Linked DNA regions of Mus musculus: region 2 is linked to region 1. A link is a contact called in public promoter capture Hi-C data. All regions are on one chromosome and are shown on one strand. The core of a region is the stretch at or near the end of the contact, and the rest is flanking DNA. Distances in the headings are between cores, read along the strand shown. Region 1 holds the start of Baiap3 (BAI1-associated protein 3). Region 2 holds the start of Tsc2 (TSC complex subunit 2).

Region 1 (4,128 bases), core at 1,038-3,537:
ATCAGAAAATTAAAGTTAACCATGGTCACCTAGCAAGTTGGAAGTTTGATGCCAACCTGAGCTACATGAAAATCTGGTTTTTTGGGGTTTTTGGTTTTGGTTTTGGTTTTTGGTTTTGAGGAAAAAGAAAAAAGAAAACCTCACACCACACCTGAGCTGGCTCCAGTACCTAGACACTGACTTCAGGAAGGTCACAAAATACTTGGTGTGAGCTGCAGTTCAAGGACTGACTTGTCAGGCAGGCTATCCTGAGCCACATCTGCCTCTGAAGCCAAGTTTCTTCAGCTGCTGGATGGCTTCTGGCAAGCCTCAGGGGAAGATGGAACTCTAACCAAAGCCCCTGGTCTCTGATCCTATGAGCCATCACCGGCTCAATTCAGGAACTGATCTGAACCGCATCATAGATGCGGTCAAGCAAGGCTCTGAGGCAAGGAGAAGGGATGCAGTGCATCTGAGCCATGCCAGTCTTAGGATGAGTCACCAATGGGTTGTCACTCATTCACACACACACACACACAAAGGTCTGTGGAGCGAAGAGCCTGGGGATGACTGGACTCCTGGGGCTGGGTTTGGGACCCAGTCGGTACTGTGACTAAAAGCCTCTCTTTCCATGTTTGGATCTCAGATTCCTATCAGACAGGAGCAAATCTTAACCAACCCAGTCTCAGACGTTGGAGCCCCTGCAGTGGTGCTCCCCCCTCCACTTCCTGTTTACAGCAGGCTTTAGTTCATCCTTTTACCCCAAAGCCATTACCGTCACCATGGCAACCAGTTTCTCTCTCTCTCTCTCTCTCTCTCTCTCTCTCTCCCTCTCTCTCTCTCTCTCTCTCTCTCTCTCCCCTCCCCTGCCACTGCCACTGCCCTGTGTGTGTGTGTTCCAACAGGTTGGCAAAACATGACACAAGAGTATACTATGGGTGCATCAACTCCAGACTCTGGGAGAGGAGTTGGCTATCCCACTCCAACCCCTATCCCCTATAGCAGGACAGTGTGGGGCATAGAGTCCAGGACCTTCCCTTGCTCATCTGATATCCTGGTCCTGACAGTGGGTTTGACTTTTATCACTTTTGCCTGGCCGGACTGTGCCAAGCCAGAGGTTGACTGAGAACGGAGCATTCTGCAGGACAATATTCTGTTCTGGTGCCTGTCTTCAGTGATGGATGGAGGGACTGACAGAGATGTGAATTGGGATACAGACAGGTGACCTCACCTGTATGTCCCCTGGAATGAAGGACTATGGCCTGACTGTTGTCCCTCAGATGTTTCCTCTCCAAATCCCAGTAATGAGGAACAAAGGCCCCCCGCCCAGCACTCTGGAAAGTCTGTCGCCTCAGCAGAGATGTCATTTGCTACAGTCTGAAGTGGAGAATTTTCAGGCCTGCTTTCCTGACCCTCACACTGGTTGGAGTCCTTCCCATAAGAATGAGACCTTTAAACCGGTCAGTAGTGGGAAACTCTTGAGTTCAAGGCCAGCCTGGTCTACAGAGTGAATTTCAGGACAGCCAGGGCTACACAGAGAAACGAAAAATCAAACCAAACCAAACAAACAAAAGAATGAGACTTTTGGTATAAACTCCAAAGTGGAACTACTTAGAAGCAACATGGCCACCAGTGGTTTCCCACCGAAGTTTGTGTCAGTCTTCAGGGGCCTACTGAGCCCTGGAACAGCCAAGAACAACTCCCAGTGGGTGCTGAGAACCCACACAAAGAACCCTGTCAGGTATTTCCTCTGCCCCAGCTTCAGAGCTCGCACTTTTAGGAACTGGACAGGCAACTCATTTAACAAGTCTCCAGGTGACCTCAAGTGGTGGAGGGGGCCTTAGGAGAAGTGGGCTGGGAACAGCAGGATGTGGCTTAATGTGTGTCTTCTGCACACATTCACAGATAGCAGTGACATCACGAGATGTCCCAGGTTAATACCAGAGCTGACTTCCCTGGAAGAGAGCAGCTCCGGGTAGTACTGAGCAGCAGAGCTTTTGTGAGAGGGTTGACTTTGGATATGGCTGTACAGCACTTCAAGAAACACCAGGCACTTCGTGTTTCCTTTGGGCGACTGTTTCTTTTGGGCGACTGTAGCTTCCCTGCGGCCCTGGGAAGGAGACCCCGTGACAGCCTCCTCCCTCGGGGCAGGAGAAGGGGGGTGGGGGGACAGCTAACACAACCTGTCCCTGCACCCACCTGTAGGTTACTGAGCCCTGTGCCCAGAGCAGGGTCTCTCTGGCCACTACCGTGCTGGTAGAGACCCCCTGCCGACCCCAAACGCGCAGGGTAGGGGTGGGCAGGGCTGGAACCTCTGACCAGCAAACCAGGCCAGGCCCCGCCTCCGCCCGCCCGCGCCCCCCGCCCGCGGCGCCCGCTCTGCAGTGCTCAGTCTCCAGCGCGCGCGGCTGCTAGCGGTCGCTGTGCCTCGGTGTCCCCAGCTAGTGCGACAGCAACGCCAGCGCCAGCAGGGACCCCCCCGACCCTGTGGCCCCCGAAGCCCTGTCCACGGTGAGTGCTGTAACTCCTGCCCAATGTCGTCAGACTGCCGTCGAGGCTTAACCTGCTTTTTATCACAGACAGACAGACGGACGGACGGACGGACGCGACCGCCCCCTCGGGCTTAGCCCCACCCCCACCCCTGGCTTCTGCACTACGCTCCGGGTGGAGCACGGGAATTGCTGGCGTCAGAGGCAATGGGAAACTGAGGTCCTGGGGAAACTGAGGCCGCGCGTGCTCAGAGAGAGGGGCGGGGTCGCACGGCCGGCGTCCTAGGCTCTGAGCTAAGTAAAGGGCTACTGGAGGTCCACACTGCAGAATTCCCCGGGAGGGTTGAAGGGTGAGACCTCCAGAGCCAGAGAGTGCACACCTTCAACCTCGGTTCCCACGGCCGCCGCTGCTGAGCCACCTGACTGTAACCCTTTTTCCCAATAGAGGCCCCTGACTGAAGCGGAGCTGGGGACCTCGGAGACGCCCTACGGGGCTTCTCTGAACAGGTTGAATCCCCTCAAGGCCCCAGCGCCCGTGTCCCTACCACTTTCCGACTCCCCTCATGAGACCTTTGCCCTCAGTAACCCAAAATCCCTGCCAGGGTAAGCCTTTTTCCTCCCTAGTTACCCAGGAATTCGGGTCCCACCATTTGCCTGGGGTCTGACTGTGTGTGTGTGTGTGTGTGTGTGTGTGTGTGTGTGTGTGTGTGTGTGAGAGAGAGAGAGAGAGAGAGAGGCACAGAGGTAGAGACAGAGACAGAGACAGAGAGACAGAATCAGAGAGAGACAGAAATAGAAACAGAAAGAAAGCAAGACCAAGACCAAACTCCCTTCAGACCTCCTGCCTTCAAGGAGAAGAAGGTAACCTCAATAGAACAGGGGAGGGTAACCACAGCCTCCCCCGCCCCTATCATCAAAAACAGCCGATCAGGAGCAACTAACTCAACAGAGACAGGTAAGTAGCAGGTAAGACTCCAGGGTAGAGTGAACCAGTCTCCATCTGTAGGCCTGGAGAGCATCCATCCACAGAGAGCACAGTGCAGATCTCCCCCTACACACCCCTACACTCCCTGTGACTCAGGGAGGGATGAGCTTGCAAACAGAATGTGTAACAGGTAGACCACCTGAGGACTGGAGGCTGAGCTACTGAGGCCGGCCGTGGAGAGGTCCATAGGCACTACCCCACTCAGCACCCTTGTGTTTGCTGTGGACTGGAAGCCCAGAGAGACCCCTCCAGCCCTTTGCCCTTAAATTCTCTGCCTCACTGCCCCACAAGACCTTTAAAGGGCTGTCTGGTAGGTGACAGCTTGGTGAGAGTCCTAGGTTAAACCCTGCCTCTGTACAGCTTGCCGGCATCTTGGACTGAGAATGAAGTGACCCTAGCTTTGGACAGGCTCCCTCCCGTTCATATGGCAAGAGCTTCCTGGCGGATAATTCCTTTGCTTAGTGGGCAGCTGGGAGCTATGACTCTGACCCTACTGGGTGACTGAGCAGGCCTATGGGCACATCTGGCTGCACTATCCGAGCCTAGGAGGGACAGTGAAATACAGGACAGCGTCTGAGCTGTTCCTACCAGAGAGACTGGGGTGCAAAGTGGGCTCTTGGGGGTATCTTTGCCCATAGCTCACTGCTATCCCCTACAGGCCGAGGTTTCCAGAAA
Region 2 (4,128 bases), core at 1,115-3,614, 620 kb after region 1:
TCAGAAGCATGAAGAGTCTCTGTCGTCAGAGATGCCCGCCTCACATCCTCAGAACAGTGCCCCCTCTTGGCTCTGTTGCCAAAGGTAATGCTTACCCTCCAGAAGCCCACAGGGTAGATGAGTCTGCCTAGCGTGTCATCATCGGTCTGCAGGATGCTCTCCACAGTCAAGCCCCGGGCCCGGAGCCGTTGCATAGCACCTGCTGTGACCTGGTCTTTGGTCTGGCTGGAGAGCATCAGCGACAGGAGTACCTGGTACCTCCTCACCTGCTTGTGCAAGGACGGGTCCCAGTCAAGTCCCTTACCCATCTGTCTTGTCACATACTTCTATAGAGTAGCCGAAGCTTGGATGAATTGCTTGGAATCATACCTTGTATGGGATGGATATTAGACCATAGCTAGCTGCTACTGTTACAGTGTAACACTACTCATTTTATAGACAAGAAGGGCCAGAGTTAGAGATACTCAGGATACCAGGATCCGAAGGTAGTTAGCCCTATGGTTAGTCTAAGGAACCAACACAATGTAAGGGAGTCTGCTTCTCCTGCATTATTGGATGTTCCCAAATGCACCACCACTGTGCATGAGGCTTCAAGTCTCAGACACTCTGCCATGCACGGTGGCCACAATGATTGACAGGTGATGTACGTTGTACATGTTCTAAGGTTATGGGAGGAGCGCATCTTCCTGGGTATGTATGTATGTATGTATGTATGTATGTATCCTCCTGTATGGCAGCAGGGAGAGCTGGCAGGTCTTGCTCTTTTTCTGGTAGAGACCTAAAAGGAAGTAAGCACCTTGCTGGATAGGCGGAGGTGTTGCATACCTTCGGGGAGGCACTTGCATCATAGCAGTGCTCGGCGCCTAGCTGGTCCACAGGTGCATCCTTCTTGCTTCTCATGATGCGGATGTTGGCCAGTTGCTGCTGCCAGTTCTGGGGCTCCCAAACGGGCACTTTGAGGGGCTCAGCATCTTCGCCTTCCTCACCATTAGCCGCTTCATAGGCCACATGCGTTTTCTGTGTTCTCCGTGGATGTCTCACGGGCCTGTGGCTTTTTCTTCCTTCTGCAAAAAAGTGCCATTCAGTCTTTGGAGTGGGTTTTATATGAGGGTGGGGGAAGGGTGCTGCTTACCTGCCAATCCACATCCCCACACTTGTTTGTGCAACTAACTGTCCATTATCTACCACGATGTGTACAGAAGTGCTGTGCTCTGCCCTTGTCACAACAGTACATGACAGTCTGACAAAGTGCCTGTTAGCACACCGACACTAGTAACAGCCTCTAGGATAATATAACCTCTCTCCTTTGTCCCAAGTCCTTTGAGTTACATTCAAGAGAACCTCTCTCTTCACACCCAAACTGGACAGTGCAACTCCCCTTTCAGAAATCGTTGCATTTAGGATGAGCTCCAAACTCTACTACTATAAAACATTTGCTGCCTTAACAGTATCAACACTTTCTGTGGCCCTTGGCCCTTGCCAAGCCTCAGCCTGGATCCCAGCGGATCTCTACTACTGAACCGATTCTGGGAGACCATTGCTGCCTACGCACACTCCTGCTCTAGCCACTTATGTCTAAGTCCCAGGCGGGGACGGGCTGATAATTACTCCCTGAGTACCACTAGTTGGCACATAGTAGGCCCTTAATGGCTACAGGACAAACACAATGAGTGCCATGCCCTTTCCTGTTTTCTCTCTGGGCCTGTTTTCTTTCAGAACCACCGTCCAGCTGGGAGAGAAGACTTCTAGCTGGGTGTGTTCTTGGCACACAGCCTGGCCCTACAAGAGAGGGAGGCAGCTCTGAGAACAGAGCTGTGTCCCACGGACAGCCTGGAGCAAGTGAATGTCCTAAGCTAGGCTGGTTGGACTAAAACTTTTCACTGGCGATAAGGGTGGATGAATACATCCAGAACCCAGTCTTACGGACCCTGCAGACCCTGCGGGTCCCAGACCCTTGGAAGAAGCTAGAAGTGGGGCCACGTGAGATTTAAGCGTAGCTTCAATTCAAGATTCAAGGCAGCTGCCTACTCCGCGGCGCCTAGAGTTTAGGTCAGATGCTGCGGCCCGGGACGCAAGCCTGGAGCCAAAGTTCCACGTTCCTCCTTTCCTCCAAAACGCCTGCAGGCGCAGAGCTACCTGCAGCAGCCTCTCGCGGGGCGAGCTCCTCCCTACACCCTTCCGACGCGATCCTAGTCGCGCGGCTCCGACTGCGAGTCACCATCCGCACCCCTGAGTTCATGCCTGGGCTGTAAACTACTCCTCCGAGCAGCCCCGCGATCCCACCACTTGCTCAACGCGCACGCGAAACTACAATTCCCAGAGAGCTCAACGCAAATAGTCAGCAAAGCCTCGCCCCCGGAAGTACGGGTTGCGCTTCCGGCAGCTGCCCTGGGCCGGGGGTGTGCGCCCTTCCCTGGGTGCAGGAGGACCTGCGCGCGAAAGGCGCGCGCGGGGTGAGTAGCCCTGGAGGCTCTGACTGCTGGGGCGGGTTGCGATGGTTTGTGTGGTCGCGTCGCGATGGGGTGAGGGGAATTGGTCGTTCTGATTCCAATCCTCCGCCGCTCCCACCGCTGACAAGTCCTAGCGCTTCAAGCCCTCCATTGCGAATGTGAGCGGGCCTCTGCATCTATTCACGCGACAGCTCCTCCTTAACCTAGGGAGAACTAATGGCAATCAACAGGCGGGTCGCTAGAGTAAGCCTATACCTCCGGAGTTGATTTGTGGCTGAGTTCCTCCTGCATGGAGTTGAGTTGCCCCAGAGGCTGTAGGAAGGACAGGTTATTGCCTACCCTTGACCTAGGATTCTGGAGGTTCGCCTCGAGGGCAGAAGGGAGAACCTTTCCTGGGGTGTATCAAATAATATGTTTATTTCTACACAGAGCAGTTCTCTAGTACTGCCCTGCCCACCATGGCCAAACCAACAAGCAAAGATTCCGGCTTGAAGGAGAAGTTCAAGATACTGTTGGGATTGGGAACATCGAGGCCAAATCCCAGGTGTGCAGAAGGCAAACAGACTGAGTTTATCATCACATCGGAAATCTTGAGAGTGAGTGAGTGGCCAATGTCTTGGCTAGCCCAGCACAAAGGCTAGGAAGGCTGGGTTTGTCTGTCATTGGGTTCTGTGGGAGATGGGTTGCTGGTAACCATCTGCATAGGGCTGCTGTCCCCAGTACTGTGGAGACAGATATATGCCTGTCCTCAGGATCTTGGTGTCCTGCTTTAGCACACTTGCCTTAGAAGTTAGGTGTTGTATGAAAACTTATTTTGTTTAGTGTTATGGTAGATAGATGCCCTGTACTCTCTCAGCACGTGAGAGGCAGAGGAGATAGGATTATGAAGTTGGAGGCAACATAATTGTAACCCACCTGAGCTACAGTAGTGAGACTGGGTCCTCCTCTCCTCAAAGATGTTCGTTTCCTTTTTTAAATTGGAGATCCACCCTTTCTTTTTAGGAACTTTTAAAAAAAGATTTATTTATTTAACATACACACACACACACACACACACACACACACACACACACACACACACACACACTGTAGATGACACACCAGAAGAGGGCATCAGATCCCATCACAGATGGTTGTGAGCCACCATGTGGTTACTGGGAATTGAACTCAGGACCTCTGGAAGAGCAGTCAGTGCTCTTAACCACTGAGCTATCTCACCAGCCTCGAGATCCAGCCTTAAAAAACCAAACCAAACACAACAAAACAAAATGCTGGGTGATGGTGGTGGTTGGTGTATGCTGCTAATCCTGCCCAGCACTGGGGAAGTTCAGTACAGCCAGAGATACACAGAGAAACGCTGGAGAGACAGAGGAAGGGATGGAGCGAGGGAGGGAGAGAGAGAGAGAAAAAAAAACAGAGAGAGGAAAGAAACCCCATTGGTTTACAGGGGAAATGCAGAACAACGTTAGGTGGTTTATGGCCAGTGGGTAAGAAGACCTCTTTTTAAAAGCTCAGCCCTTTTCCTCTTTTCTCTTCTCTAGGAACTGAGTGGTGAATGCGGCCTCAACAATCGCATCCGAATGATAGGGCAGATCTGTGATGTGGCAAAAACTAAGAAGCTTGAGGAGGTGGGTTTGCCTCAGCTGCACTGCTGGAGTAGTGCATGCCCACTGCAGGC

Evidence for each region. Promoter capture Hi-C pulls out the DNA fragments that hold promoters and counts their contacts.
Region 2: a contact with region 1 is called in a promoter capture Hi-C map of pre-B cells, with 2.2 times the contacts expected there. The contact joins the promoter of Tsc2 here to the promoter of Baiap3 in region 1. A contact is called at or near these places in 2 of 39 promoter capture datasets (cranial neural crest and pre-B cells).

The regions. Positions count from the first base shown.
Region 1 is chr17:25,254,523-25,258,650 of GRCm38.p6, reverse strand. It overlaps Baiap3 (BAI1-associated protein 3), which reads left to right and starts at 2,287. Exons shown (of 34, transcript NM_001163270.1): 1 at 2,287-2,490.
Region 2 is chr17:24,630,863-24,634,990 of GRCm38.p6, reverse strand. It overlaps Tsc2 (TSC complex subunit 2), which reads left to right and starts at 2,364. Exons shown (of 42, transcript NM_001286713.1): 1 at 2,364-2,453; 2 at 2,880-3,046; 3 at 3,992-4,078. The coding sequence starts at 2,909. Nthl1 (nth (endonuclease III)-like 1 (E.coli)) reads right to left here and starts at 2,309. Exons shown (of 6, transcript NM_008743.2): 1 at 2,137-2,309; 2 at 826-1,064; 3 at 96-266. The coding sequence starts at 2,239.